2 separate regions of the Zea mays genome follow, and region 2 is linked to region 1. Evidence: chromatin contacts called from public Hi-C data. All regions are on one chromosome and are shown on one strand. The core of a region is the stretch at or near the end of the contact, and the rest is flanking DNA. Distances in the headings are between cores, read along the strand shown. Region 1 holds the start of LOC100275401. Region 2 holds the start of LOC100281169.

Region 1 (6,534 bases), core at 1,996-4,495:
TGTAAAATTTGATGTTTTATTGCAGCTGCGAGAGTTTTTTCAAGGTTTGGTTGGAGGCGTAACGGTCGTAGGGTTGGTGCACTCGATAAGCATTCTACTCGGTTTTGCAGCGTTTCGGACAGGGTTCTCTTCATCTTTAGCTAGACCCCTTGATCTTCTCAAGTCTTCTAGTAATGTGTTTCTGCTAGCTCTTCGAGGGCTTGCCACAGCAACTAGCATTGCTGTTGTGGAAGAAATGGTTTTCAGATCATGGCTTCCAGAGGAAATTGCAGTTGATCTTGGTTACTACAATGCCATTCTGATATCTGGACTTGTGTTTTCTCTAATTCATCGGTATGTCAATTCTGTCCCACCACCACTTGTTCAGCTGCACTTCGACCCAATACATGTGGATTGGGGTGGATTAGAGTGGAGCCAAGCAAGGCTTTATTAATATGTACATATTTCATGCAACTGCTGGTAAATGGCAAGTCAACCATCACTAGACTTGGGAGATATAATTATTGCAGTGTCGAGTCTGAGTCTGATTTGGGACTTGGGAGGGGTTACAGTCTATCATTGAGACTGCAGGTGATGGGTGAGGAGGGATAAAAATAGGGGGATGGTGGATGCAATGAACTTTATTTTATCTGTGCATACCTTATGGTACTATAAAACCAATCATGATATATCAAATCATTGAACTAACTAGTTGCGCAAAAGCTTCACAAGATATGAATTATTCAGTTTGTAATGCGTATGTATGATTTTATCCATGTTTTTTTGTATTAAAACATGTTTTAATGTGGCAAAACATTTGCAAATTGGTAACAATGTAACATACAATTGGATGGCAGGTCACTACCCTCAGTACCAGGTTTCTTGCTACTTTCTCTGGTACTTTTTGGGCTTAGGCAGAGGACACAAGGAAAGCTTGCTGCACCCATTGGCCTACGTTCTGGAATCATGACTGCCAGTTATTTAATACAAAGCAGTGGTGTTTTAACATCCAAACCTGAAACACCGTTTTGGATGATTAGCACTTACCATCTGCATCCTTTTGATGGTGTTATCGGCTTAAGTATCTGCTCCTTGCTTGCTATCTTTTTCTTCCCTCAAAAGCCTGTTCAGAAGGATACATCTGTGTGATGAGGCTCAGAAGAGTAAAACATAATGCTGGAGTGAGCTTCCAACAAGGACTAATCACCATGCGTATGCTGCGAGCAATGAAGGGTTTTTCCTACCATACATGTTAAAATGCAATGCCCTGCAACTTGCTGGCAGCAAAGAGTATGTGCTCGGTTAGCTTCTTGCTCATCTGACTGAGGGTACTGCTGATTGGAATGGCTTTTGGATCTATAACTAGAGTATCCAGGTCATTTGTACTTAGGCAAGTGTGTATACTACTCTATACTGGATTATCGAAATGGGGGATGGTTTCTTCCCTACGTTGTAAGGTCTGTTCTACAGACACGGTTGAAGTTTCATTTTTACCATCCTACAAATTTCTAACTCCTTTTACTATTACTACGAATGCAGGTGGCGGAGGAACAGATGATATGCCTAGGAAGAGGAACTAGTAGATGATAAGAGTTTGCCCCTGATATTAGGCTTCCTCTGAAATGCAGGAATTCTAGAGGAATATACAGGAATTTCACAGGAATCAGTCCATTCTCACAGAAAAAATGCAGGAAACTGAAAAAAAATCCCCGCATTCCAAAGGGGGCATCATCTAGGATTTCTTCATACCGAATTATCGATTGACTTCGACCACATACCGTGCTTTTGTTCATGTCTTTGAACACAGGCACACCCAAATTTCGAGGTAGCAAATTTTGCCCACATACACTGTATATAAAGTAGTTACAGTGCAAGAACAATGCTAACTGATCAGGTGATGTCTCGTCCTCCCCCCGGTTCTATTATTGTTACTGTATAGCTGTAATTAGTCCAAGTGTACAGCTGAATCTACTAAGGTTTACAAGGAAAATCGCCAGGCAGTAAACCTTCAATGCTTTTGGCTAGGTTTTCATTCTGAAAGTCATGTCTTCCGCGTCAGCATAATCCTGTATTCCTGTATAACCTCTGTTCGGACTTCGTAGTGCTCATCTGAGTTCTGATTCGGCCGGGCAACTGTAAATTCTGTAGTGTTCGAGAAAAAACTGTAAATTCTGTAATATTGCCAAGAATTATGAATTTACATGAACTTTACAGGTATAAGGTATTTGCTTTAATTTTTATCTGCAATTATACAATAATAATTGCTTATTTTTTTATTTGAGAGCTGCTCTACAAAGGTTTTGACACGGATTTTTTCGCAAGCCGGCAGTTGCGTCAATGCGTGGGCATGCAGCCAGCAATCGCACGGCCACTTGGACGGGCCAAAACTCTCTGGCCCACAGCTAGGGCGTGGTGGGACGTATACATGTACACGTGGGCCAGCCTGGCACGGCACATGTCAACAAAAGTACGGTCCACAAAGGCACGGTCCACAAAAGCACATATTTAATTATGGATCGTGCCGTACCAGCACGTGTGCCCAATCATCGGCCCACATCATGATCCACAATTAGTTATATGTACCAGACCGGCCGAAATAGCCTAAAATGTCTTAATGTGCCAGACTGGTCCCATATACATAGAATAGCAATAGATAAACAAAAAGTATAGAATATATGACCCAAATAAAACTAAGATGTTTTGTGGATGCACATTAAAAACCTTTGGTTAGAAAGAAAAAATATTACAAATAGCTTAGAAATAATATTTAGTTCTCTGTTCAGTGTTTTATTGAGTACTATACAGCCATACAGAATACATATACAATAATCATCATCACTATTCACTATCCCCATCTAGGTATTGGTTCTCGAAGGCCTATTGAAGCTCTAGATTCTCCAAGTTGTGCTGGTCATGTGAGTTTTGATGGACCTTAGTTAAATACTGAGTCTATATTTAGTGGGTCTCGATGTGCCTTAGTTAAATGGGTCGTGCCAGGCTGGCCCATGGGCTTGACTTGAGGCCCAGACACGGCCCACATATTGGGCCGTGCCGGCTCAGGCCTACAATGAGGTTGGGCCGTGCCAGATCTGGGTCGTGACAAAAATTATGTGCTTTTCGGCTCAGACTTACAATTAAGTTGGACCATGCCAAATCTGAGTCGTGCCAAAAATTATGTGCTTTGGGCCGACAGGCACAGGACAAGACGGACGGCCACAAACTCCAGGCAGAAAGTCAGAAACCAAGAAACGCCCGGCCACGACGCAGGCCTCGTGGCCAAATCGTCAGCTCGTGTTCGATTGTTTGTTTCAGTTGCCCGCCTCACTTCACCGGCTCACCGTGCTTCACCTGCTATCTTCCATGGCGGCGGCTCACCTCTTCTGCTCCGCACCGGCCGCCTATCGCGCCGCGAACCCACGGCCCCTTGCTACCCGTGGCCGCGCCAACCCCGCCACGGGAACGTATCTGGTGCTCAAAGGGGTATGGTGCTCATGTGCACATTTCCCCCGGGCCACACCATCGAGAAGATTCTTCCCCTGCCGCGCGTCGCTCAGCCCCGATGGATCGCTGGCCATGCTCGGGGCTCCCAGTCCCAGGATGGCGCCACCGATGAGGAAGCCGTACATGCGGGAGCACTCTTGCCTCATCTTCCCGCCCCCGCGCGGTCGACGCCCGCTGGCGGTCATCAAGTTCCTCGGCGGCGCCTTCATCGGCGCCGTCCCCGAGGTCACCTACGGGTAACTTTGTTAGCGCGTGAGTTCCATTCCGTTCCGGCGGTCGGCTACAATGGGTTTCATTCGGTTCCGTTGGACCCGCACTGGTGACTGGTGCGCTTGGCTCATCGCGCGGTTGGTTGCTCACTTGCTCGCAGCTACCTGCTGGAGCTCCTGGCGCTGGAGGGCTTTGTGGTCGTGTGCGTACCATACAACGTCACCTTCGACCACGAGGCCGCCGCGCGGGAGGTATTCCAGAGTTTCCATGCCTGCTACGACGCGCTGCTCGCGTCGGGGCTCCCGGAGGCCGGCCTCAGCGCCCTGGACATCGCGGAGCTCCCGCTCTACTCTGTTGGCCACAGGTGATTTCATCGAGGGCTGTCGCACGCTACTTGTTCGATGATTTGACTCGGAGGAAGCCTCGAGCTCTGGTTTGTTGATGTGTTCATTTAATTGTTCTGTTGTCATGGTTTGCAGCAACGGGGCACTGCTTCAGCTGCTAGTGGGAAGCTACTTCTCAGAAAGGATACCAGAGGTCCGCTGATGTTTTGTTGATGAAAAATCTGTCTGCAAAGTTTCAGTTTGTTTTAATGTTTCAGTATAATGAATCAAAAAAGAAGCTTTGTATTATTTAAAATTTCATATAATCTCATATAATAATTCTGATCGCCAAGTGCTTTTGATCTTATTTCTATGTTGGGTTCTCGTTTTAGGCTAATGCCATTGTCTCATTCAACAATAGGCCGGCATCGGAGGCTGTGCCTTACTTTGAACAGGTATTTAGTCTGGGCTTCATTACCTTATGCTTAATGGGTGTGCATTTTTCTGTTTCACATTAATGTTTCCCTGCATAAGAGTAGCAAGTTGCAGATGCTGATTAGCAAGCGTAGAAATGAGTACACTTATATATGGAACAGGAGAGGAATTGATACTGAACTTCTAATTAACTTTTGACTAGACCAAAACTCGACCTAAAATTAGTTTGTTGGGATACAAGTTGTGGTTCAACTCTTCTTGCTAGTTAGTACTGTAGGCTAACTGAGTGCCAGTCTGTGGTTGTGTTTGTGTGAGTAGTGAACAGTTGAGTATCTAAAATTTGATGCCCTTCTTTTTCTCTCAAACGTGTAGGAGGACATCACATCATTGCATTAAGAAGAGAGAGAGAGAGGTCCAAACAAAAAACAACCAATAAAAACACATGGCACTCATCCAAACTACACAAACACTAACATCAAGTTTTCAAACGCGTTACAGTAACATTGTAATCAATCCAACAACAGAGCGCACCAAGCCCCTAACACCACCGAAAGTGCCCAGGCGCCCCTGCATCTCTCGATAGCTGAAATTTCTCCATTGAGCACACAATTGTTCCTGAAAAACCTCCTCAGAACTTTTGGAGTGGCTTCTGGTCTGGTGACAAATATAAGAGTTCCATTACCCCAGTTAGATGTGAGGCACATGAAATTGAGGTTGTCCAGCAGGTTCTACCTTGTGATGTGGTTCAGTTTCCTTGCAAATATTTGGGTATGTCGCTGTCCATCAGGAAGCTCTCCAAATTTGTCTTATTCTTTCTACTAGACAAAATTGCAGACTGTCTTCCGGGTTGGAAAGCTGCCCTCATCCACCCTGCAGGCAGGGCTACCTTGGTCAAATCAGTTCTTATGGCTATCCCCATCTATCACATCATATCTATCCAGTGCCCCAAGTGGGTGATCAAGGCAATCGATAAAATTAGGCGAGTTTTTTTGTGGAAAGGGAGAAAGGATATAAAAGGAGGCCACTGCTTGGTTGGATGGCAGAGAGTGTGTAGGCCCTATGATCTTGGGGGTCTTGGCATCTACAATATTGAAACATTGGGATGGGCAATTGGGTGTTAAACATGAGATGGTTGTGGTTGCAAAAGACTCAACCAGGTCGTCCTTGGGTAGGTCTTGGTATGCAGTTCATTCTAGTGCAACAGCCTTATTTGCAATCTCCATCCAATCTGTGGTGGGCAATGAAAAAATACTCTTTTTTGAGTTGATTTTTGGCTGCAAGGGAAAACTTTATCCGATTTGGCCCCGGATTTAGTTTCAGCAGTATCTTTTAGATCACGCAAGAAGAGGACTGTACAAGAAGCTTTAGTTAACCTCCAATGGTCAGCTGATATAAGGGATGATCTGACCCAACAAGGATTCTATGACTATTTCAGGTTGTGGGATATTCTGCAAGGGGTGCATCTCTCCCCTGAAGTAGATGATCAACATATTTGGACCCCCTCGGCTTCTGGTGTTTATTCTGCTAAATCTGCTTATGACAGATTGTTAGTGGGTGCTACCAGTTTTGATCCGACAAAACGTATATGGAAATGTTGGGCGCCTCCTAGGTGCAATTATTTTCCTCTGGTTGGCTTCTTTAAGCCGATGTTGGACAGCGGACCGTCTTGCAAGGCATGGTTTGGATCATCCGGAGTACTGCCCCCTATGTGACCAGGAAAAGGAAACAGTGCAACATCTCCTAGTGGCTTGTGTTGTTGCTTGACAAGTGTGTTTTTTCCATCCTGGGTTTGAGTGGCCTCCAACTCCTCACTCCTGGGATTGCTGATGAAGTATTCCAAGATTGGTGGAAAGCAGCTGAAGCAAGAGTTTGTAAGGAGAAGAAAAAAGGCTTTAACTCGCTGGTGGCGCTTTCTTCTTGGAGGATTTGGAAACATCGAAATGCTTGTGTCTTTGATGGGGTGCCCCCAAGTGTATCTAAAGTCATTCAGGACATTAAGGAGGAGGCCAGAATATGGTGCTTGGCGGGTGCTGCTGGCATGGTTCTTAGGCGATAAGGCAAGATAAGGCGTTGGACCACCGCCTAG
Region 2 (7,263 bases), core at 2,149-4,648, 140 kb after region 1:
AGCCCTTATTTTGAATTGGTGTTGACCCCAAACAATTTTATTTGATCTTGTAGTATGTTTCACCACCCAATCATGTTCATCACCCTCTGTATCACGGTCTATTCGATATGCAGTTGCATATTTTACTGTCTCCTGGAACCTTGTCATCACAGCTCTAGTGTATGCCCTTGCAACTCTTATTTCAAACATATACAATGTAGTTGTATCCTTTTGACCCTGCAAATTACACAATATAGTATTAATACCATTTTGTTTTTAATAGCATAAAACATATGTTTATTTTTTTTCACTTACCATGCATCCTAGTGCCTCTTTGGCCTCTTTCATCTTCCTACTATGCAGGAGCTTCATCATTTGCTTTGCAAATTGATGAAGCGGTGTGTTTGCATCCACGTGGGCACTCTTCACCAACTTGTTCATGCTCTCGCTTCGTTGTGTAGAGACCATAAGACCACAATAGTCTCCTTTGAAAAATGCAGGTACCCAATCTTTGCGTATTTCATATAATCTGGCAAGGGTGTTGTTCTCGTGTAGCTGGAAATCATCTAGCATCATTTGCCAGGCAGCCTCGAACTCCATTTCATTCAATGGATGATGTATTATAGATTGGAACCTTGTTTTGAAATCCATATCCTCAAATCTTGCATACAATTCATTCAAGTGGGGCATATACCTGTTTTGCACATGCCACAAACACAATCGATGTATTGTGTTTGGGAATACTCTGCCTAGTGCGATTGGCATAGCAGGGTCTTGATCTGAAATAGATAAATTTACATAACATTATGCAAGCCAATATGATATCATATAGTACGTGCCATAATAATTACGAGCCATTTATTACAACATACCTGTCAACATCACGCGTGGTCCGTCACATCCCATGCATGTTTTGAACGTATTAAAGACCCACTCGAATGTATCAACTGTCTCGTCTCCTAGTAAAGCAAACCCAAATATTGTGCATTGTAGGTGGTGGTTCGAGCCAACAAACATGCCTAATGGCTTATCGTACATATTAGTCTTATGTGTAGTATCAAATGTAACTGCATCACCAAAATCAATGTACTCGGCTTGCTGGCTAGCATGGGACCAAAATATGCTTAAAATTTTCCCTTCTTTGTCCAGTGGAAAGTCTGAAAAAAATTGTGGATTATCTTTCTTGCATAATGAAAAAAAAGATAACAGCTTTGACACATCATTTGCATTTCTTTCCCTTTGCCATGCTTTTTTCCTGTCAAAAAAGGTAATGATTATGCACTATATCTAACTCAACACATTACGATTGTTTCTGTAATATAAAATACAATTATTGTCAATGCATAATACACTTACAGGTTACTCATGTCCTGCACGGTTATTGGAACGTTTTCTGGGCCACCATGCATTTCTGTAACAAAATCCATAATGCAATGTTGTGGAATCCTGCTTTCTTGCATCGCACTAAGGAACTCCATATATTCACGATCATGTGTTTTGTTGCATTGCAATTGCCCTTTTTCTGTATCTTTCTTCAAAAATTCATGATTATGCTCATAGTTTACCAGATCAATCAACGGAAATAACATTCTCTTTAGCATCATCGTAGATTTTTTTAAGTTTCATCCCAGCCTTGCACTGTGTTCGTTTCGAACATGTGTTACGTATCCTTGGATTTCCAGCTACCCTTTCAGCATTCTTTCCTTCCATTGAACAGTTCAACCATTTACAATTCTTCCGCTCCCTATATTTCTTCAACGGAAATCCAACCTCGTATGCATATTGACTATAAAAATTATACGCCTCGTCCACGTTACTAAATGTCATACCGACTTTAGGTATCAATCTTATATCAATATTGTCCGGCTGCGCACAGAAATTTAACATTTACTATTCAATAGCGTCTAAATTTAACATGGTATATGTACAACATTACAAAGAAGTATGTAAGAGAATAAGAGTATCATATTAGGGAGAACTTACATGGCTTTGAAGAATATGAGGTGTGTCCTGTTCATGCGGCCCAATATGTCTCATGAGGATGTGCTTCTCTATGCCGACCATATCTGCCGTTTTTGTTTGCTCATCGATATGTCCAGGTGCCCTCAATGCTGCCGGGGGAGTAACGGAGACACCCTCTGTGTATGGGGCGATCGCAGACGCTACAGGATTCATGTCCATTGAAACAGACGTACATGCTGGCGTATTTACAGATGCTACAGGTGGCATGTCATCGCCAGCTCCGGTGCTCGACATTTTCTCGCCGCCGGCCGTACCTCTAACTTCCGCCGCCGCTAAACGCCGCCAATACCTGAGATAAAGACGGTGGACGAGCGAACGTGGACGAGCTAACCTTGTATTTGTTTCCTCCCGTAACTGCGCCTTTATTTACGCGCACGTCTTTCCTTATCTCAAACCGGTGGGAGATTTTTAAATGTTGCATGGTTTACGCTATCATGTCTCACAGCGTTATGCAATCGTAAACCGGCATGCACATGCAAATATTCGTTCCGTGATTCGTGGCAGAAACTTTTCCATATATGCATGAGTTATGCACATTTCCACATACCTTTATGCATGTGTATATCGGTTGCAGCGTCTCAGCCGGGATACGTTGCTATCCTATGCATGGCTGACGCAAGCTGGCGTCCATTGGGCCGAACGTGACCCGATCGGCCTCCTGGCTGGGGCTTCGTCCACTAACGGAAGCCCAGGGCTTCCATTACCTCTTCCCTATATATATATATATATATATATATATATATATATATATATATATATATATATATATATATATATATATATATATATATATATATATATATATATATATATATATATATACACGCTAGATGTAATATGGCTAATCGTATTAATTTTATGTACTTTATTTATTCATATATTGGTGAAAGTTATTATATATATAAAGTATTTATATTTTTATTCTTTTTATGTGTTTAGTTATTGAGATGTTATATATATATATATATATATATATATATATATATTATGTATTTTAAACAATATACGTGGATGTGTATTTTGATAGGGACCTAGATAATACACTCTGGTAAGTTTAGGGGCTATTTAGGCATTGTTGGTGCTAATATGCTGCCACGCTAGCAAACATGTCTAGCGTAGATCAATTCGTTCCAAATCTTGACTATTCATGTGAGTATCAACGTTTCACATCGATTCTTAAATTAGACCCCAGCATAATCAAATGTTAGACAGTTCCTCTCTGGTTCTCTTTTGAGCCACCGGAGCAAGCCACTGGCCTCTCAGCGGTTGCTTTGCGGCCCCCCATCGCCAGGTTTACGGTTACCTTTTCCCGACACCTGGGCCCAAGCCCCACGTTTCCGGTCCGCCACGTGGGCCCTCCACCTGCTATATAAGGACCCAACTCTCCAGCCTCCGCCTTTGCCACGACCAGACGACCGTCCATCGTCGGTCCTCCCCTCCTCTGCTCTGTTGAGCTGCTCTCTCCCTCTGGCCTCTCTCTCTCCGTTCCACTTCTTGACCGACACGGCAATGGCGAAGGGCGGGCTGAGCAAGCTTAAGTGCATGATCAAGAGGTGGCACTCCTCGAGCCGGATCTCGCGCACGCCGTCAGGGTGCTCGGCGCGCTCTCACGACGTCGGCGACGCTGGCGCCGGGTTCGCTCTGGAGAACTCGTGGAGGAAGGGCGCCGCTGCCTCGTCCGTCTTTGCCTTCGGCGGCGGTGGCACGGGGTCGGCATCGTTCCACGGCACCGACGGCCTGCCCCCGGGCCTCCACCCGGTCTACGTCGGCAAGTCGCGCCGCCGCTACCTCATCGCCGCGGACCTCGTCGGCCACCCCCTGTTCCAGAACCTCGTCGACCGCTCTGGCGGCGCCGGCGTAGGCGCCGGCGGGACCGTCGTCGGCTGCGAGGTCGTGCTGTTCGAGCACCTCCTCTGGATGCTCGAGAACGCCGACCCGCAGCCGGAGTCGCTTGCCGAGCTCGTCGAGTATTACGCGTGCTGACCGCCTACCCACGGTCACGGCCACGTCCGATCCACGATGCCGGCAGCGCAGCGGCGCCCCCGAGCTCGACGGCCGGGGTCGAGGGGTAATTTGGGTAATCTGGTTCCTTTGTTTAATGTTAGGGGTAGAGTTGTAATATATGCAGGGTTGCGAGGGCAAGGAGTAATCCACATGGAGATTGCTAACCTTGGGGTGCTTGTGGTAATTGTGTCGAGATAGCCGTGTAATTACCGTGCACCCAAGGTAATGCTATCCCGGGGAAGTTAATTACTCTCTAGTGCCTGATCATGTAACAATGTGGCTTGCATGTTTCTTCTGCTAGCTGTTTCTTTTAAGCAGAATTGAATAAGATTTCAGGAACGGATGTATGTATATCTATATCCATATATATGTACATTATAATTCCACCAATGTATGAAGTCCATGATCGTTTCTAGCATGTGAATTGTTCTTCTGAGATTCTTTCAATGGAGCCATAAAGATAGTTTTGTGAGGCTGAAGTTCCAGTTCGCTTGCAGGTGTGTAGTTTCGAGTTCTCTCTCAGTGAAAGCTGGAGCATGCACGTACGTAGGCCAAACCGGGCATTTCGCGCTGACGAAAACGCGGGTAACTGTAGTTTATGGGAGATAGAGGAACTAAACCCTAGCTGGCTAGTAGACTAACTAGTCACTAATAAAATCATTTTCTTCCCATTCTTTTTCTCTATTTTTTTCAAACCAAGTGTATAGATGTAAGCTTTCACATAATCATCTCTATAAACACACCTATATATATATATATATATATATATATATATATATATATATATATATATATATATATATATATATATATATATATATATATATATATATATATATATATATATATATATATATATATATATGAGCATCTTTAAAAGGAGAAGTTGGACGGTATTTTTATCATAATTATCTCGTTAATGACCTACACACATCGCCTACCTGCACGTACTGAGAGAATAGCAACACGTACCACTACCGGAATCAATCGCTTTGCCGAATGCCTGAAGCACTCGGCGAAGCCTTAAAAACACTCGGCAAAGGCTTTGCCGAGTGTGACACTCGGCAAATAAGGCTCGGCAAACAGTGCATCGGCAAAGTCTTCTTTGCCGAATGCTTTTTCTCGGGCACTCGACAAAGTTTGCCGAGTGCTGGAGAGCACTCGGCAAAGAAAAGCGGCCGTTACGGCGCCGGGTGACGGAGACGGTGGCTTTGCCGAGTGTCCCTGGTGACACTCGGCAAAGAAGTTATTTTTGCCGAATGTCTTCCAGGCAGCACTCGGCAAAGAATCCATCTTTGCCGAGTGCCACTTGGGACACTCGGCAAAGAGCTCGCCAGAGAGGGTCCCCATGTCAGGCTCTTTGCCGAGTGTTCTGTGCGGCACTCGGCAAAGAGCCCACCAGAGAGTGTGGTATGTTCCTACACTATGTAGACCTACATATACCATTTTGGGACAATTAAAAAAGTGTTTTCTATAGCTAGTAGATTTAGTTCGTTTATTTGAATTTCTTCGGAAAATTCACATTTAAACTGCAAGTCACTCGAAACTTGAAAAACCATGCGTGCAAACATAATATACATGCTATTTATCACAAGTTACGACCGACTTCAGGAGCGTACCGGAAACTTCGAGCACCATGCTCACTCAACATGACCGTGAACTTGCCATCCAGCTGTTTAAAAATTTTATAAAACACAAACAAAGTCAGAAAATCATGAAACTTGTCCACGTGTCATGATATCATATGTAGAGGCTGTGATAAAAAATTGAGAATGTTTGAAGAAAGTTGTGAGACACTATGTGTAGAAACCTAAGAGAACCACACATGAAATCATAAAGTTTCAATGTGGTTCTCTTAGGTTTCTACACATAGTGCGTCACAATTTTCTCGAAACTTTTTCAAATTTTTATCAGCCTCTACATATGATATCATGACACGTGGACAAGTTTCATAATTTTCTGACTTTGTTTGTGTTTTATACAATTTTTAAACAGCTGGATAGCAAGTTCACGGCCATGTTGAGTGAGCATGGTGCTCGAAGTTTCCGGTCCGCTCCTGAAATCGGTCGTAACTTGTGCTAAATAGGACGGATATCATTTTTGCATGCACGGTTTCCCAAGTTTCGAGTGACCTGCAGTTCAAATCTTAATTTTCCGAAGAAATTCAAATAAACGAACTAAATCTACTAACGATTCAAAACTCTGTTATAATTTTACACAAATGATACATGTAGGTATACATAGTGTAGGAACATACCACAAAAAGTTTGGGAGACAAAATCTAAAAAATAAAAGTATACTTTGCCGAGTGTCTTTATAAGACACTCGGCAAAGGGTCCTTTGCCGAGTGCCATATATATGGCACTCGGCAAAGACTGACGGCCGTCAGCTTTGGGACGGCCGCTGACGGCCCTTTGTCGAGCGCCTCCTTTGCCGAGTGTTTAACACTCGGCAAATATGTCTTTGCCGAGTGACGCCCTGTGCCGAGTGTCCAGCACTCGGTAAAGAGGCTCTTTGCCGAGAGCCTAACTTTACCGAGTGCGACACTCGGCAAAGCCTTGTTTGTCGAGTGCCCGACAAAAGGCACTCGGCAAAGAGGCCGACACTCGGCAAAGCCTTGGATTCCGGTAGCGTACTAAACCTGAGCATATATGTGCCATGTCAAATACTTGAGTTAAGGTGGATAAGTTGTACCATAATGAATCTATAACTAGTAACTGTAGGTTCGTACTCAACGTAACCTAGTTTCTCAGGGACGCATCGAGATGGAGTTCAGGTGGCCATCCGGCCTCTCAACCAGTATTTGCGTCCAATGAATGCATATGGTGCCCGTTTACTCAGAGAGAATCGAAACCTAAACACGCCATTTTTGATCAAACCAAATGATTAATTAGCCATCATGTGGGTGCTGAAAGGACGTAAGCTTGATCATTAATTACCAAATCTGTGTATTATTCTAATAATCAGACAGGGTTGAGATAGCGGTTTGGTGCGCGCACGATTCGATGACGAGTTCAAGTCCGCGCTGTCATGCATGCGCTTTTCCCCTTGTTGTATTATTATTTGCATGGTGTGTGTGTATGCATGCTTAATCATGTGTGCTCTTAATCCCTTCTCTTGACTGGACGATGACAACGTTTCAGACATGCATTTGGACGTACGTACTGCTAATTAACTAGGGCCTCTCCAATAATAGTTAGGTAAAGGAAAGCATTTGGTCCCCCTGCTGAAACCGTTGGACCATACGTGTAGATTTCT

What was found. Hi-C and Micro-C count contacts between places; a contact is called where the count stands out from the background.
Region 2: a contact with region 1 is called in a Hi-C map of tassel, with 3 times the contacts expected there. The contact joins the promoter of LOC100281169 here to the promoter of LOC100275401 in region 1. A contact is called at or near these places in 3 of 25 Hi-C or Micro-C datasets (ear, leaf and tassel).

What each region holds. Positions count from the first base shown.
Region 1 is chr7:125,787,530-125,794,063 of Zm-B73-REFERENCE-NAM-5.0, forward strand. It overlaps LOC100275401, which reads left to right and starts at 3,246. Exons shown (of 10, transcript NM_001350153.2): 1 at 3,246-3,716; 2 at 3,851-4,054; 3 at 4,170-4,227; 4 at 4,406-4,468. The coding sequence starts at 3,340. LOC103632806 reads left to right here. Exons shown (of 12, transcript XM_008654538.3): 10 at 26-333; 11 at 837-1,436; 12 at 1,519-2,255. The coding sequence ends at 1,128.
Region 2 is chr7:125,924,808-125,932,070 of Zm-B73-REFERENCE-NAM-5.0, forward strand. It overlaps LOC100281169, which reads left to right and starts at 3,399. Exons shown (of 1, transcript NM_001154088.2): 1 at 3,399-4,364. The coding sequence starts at 3,511. The coding sequence ends at 3,984.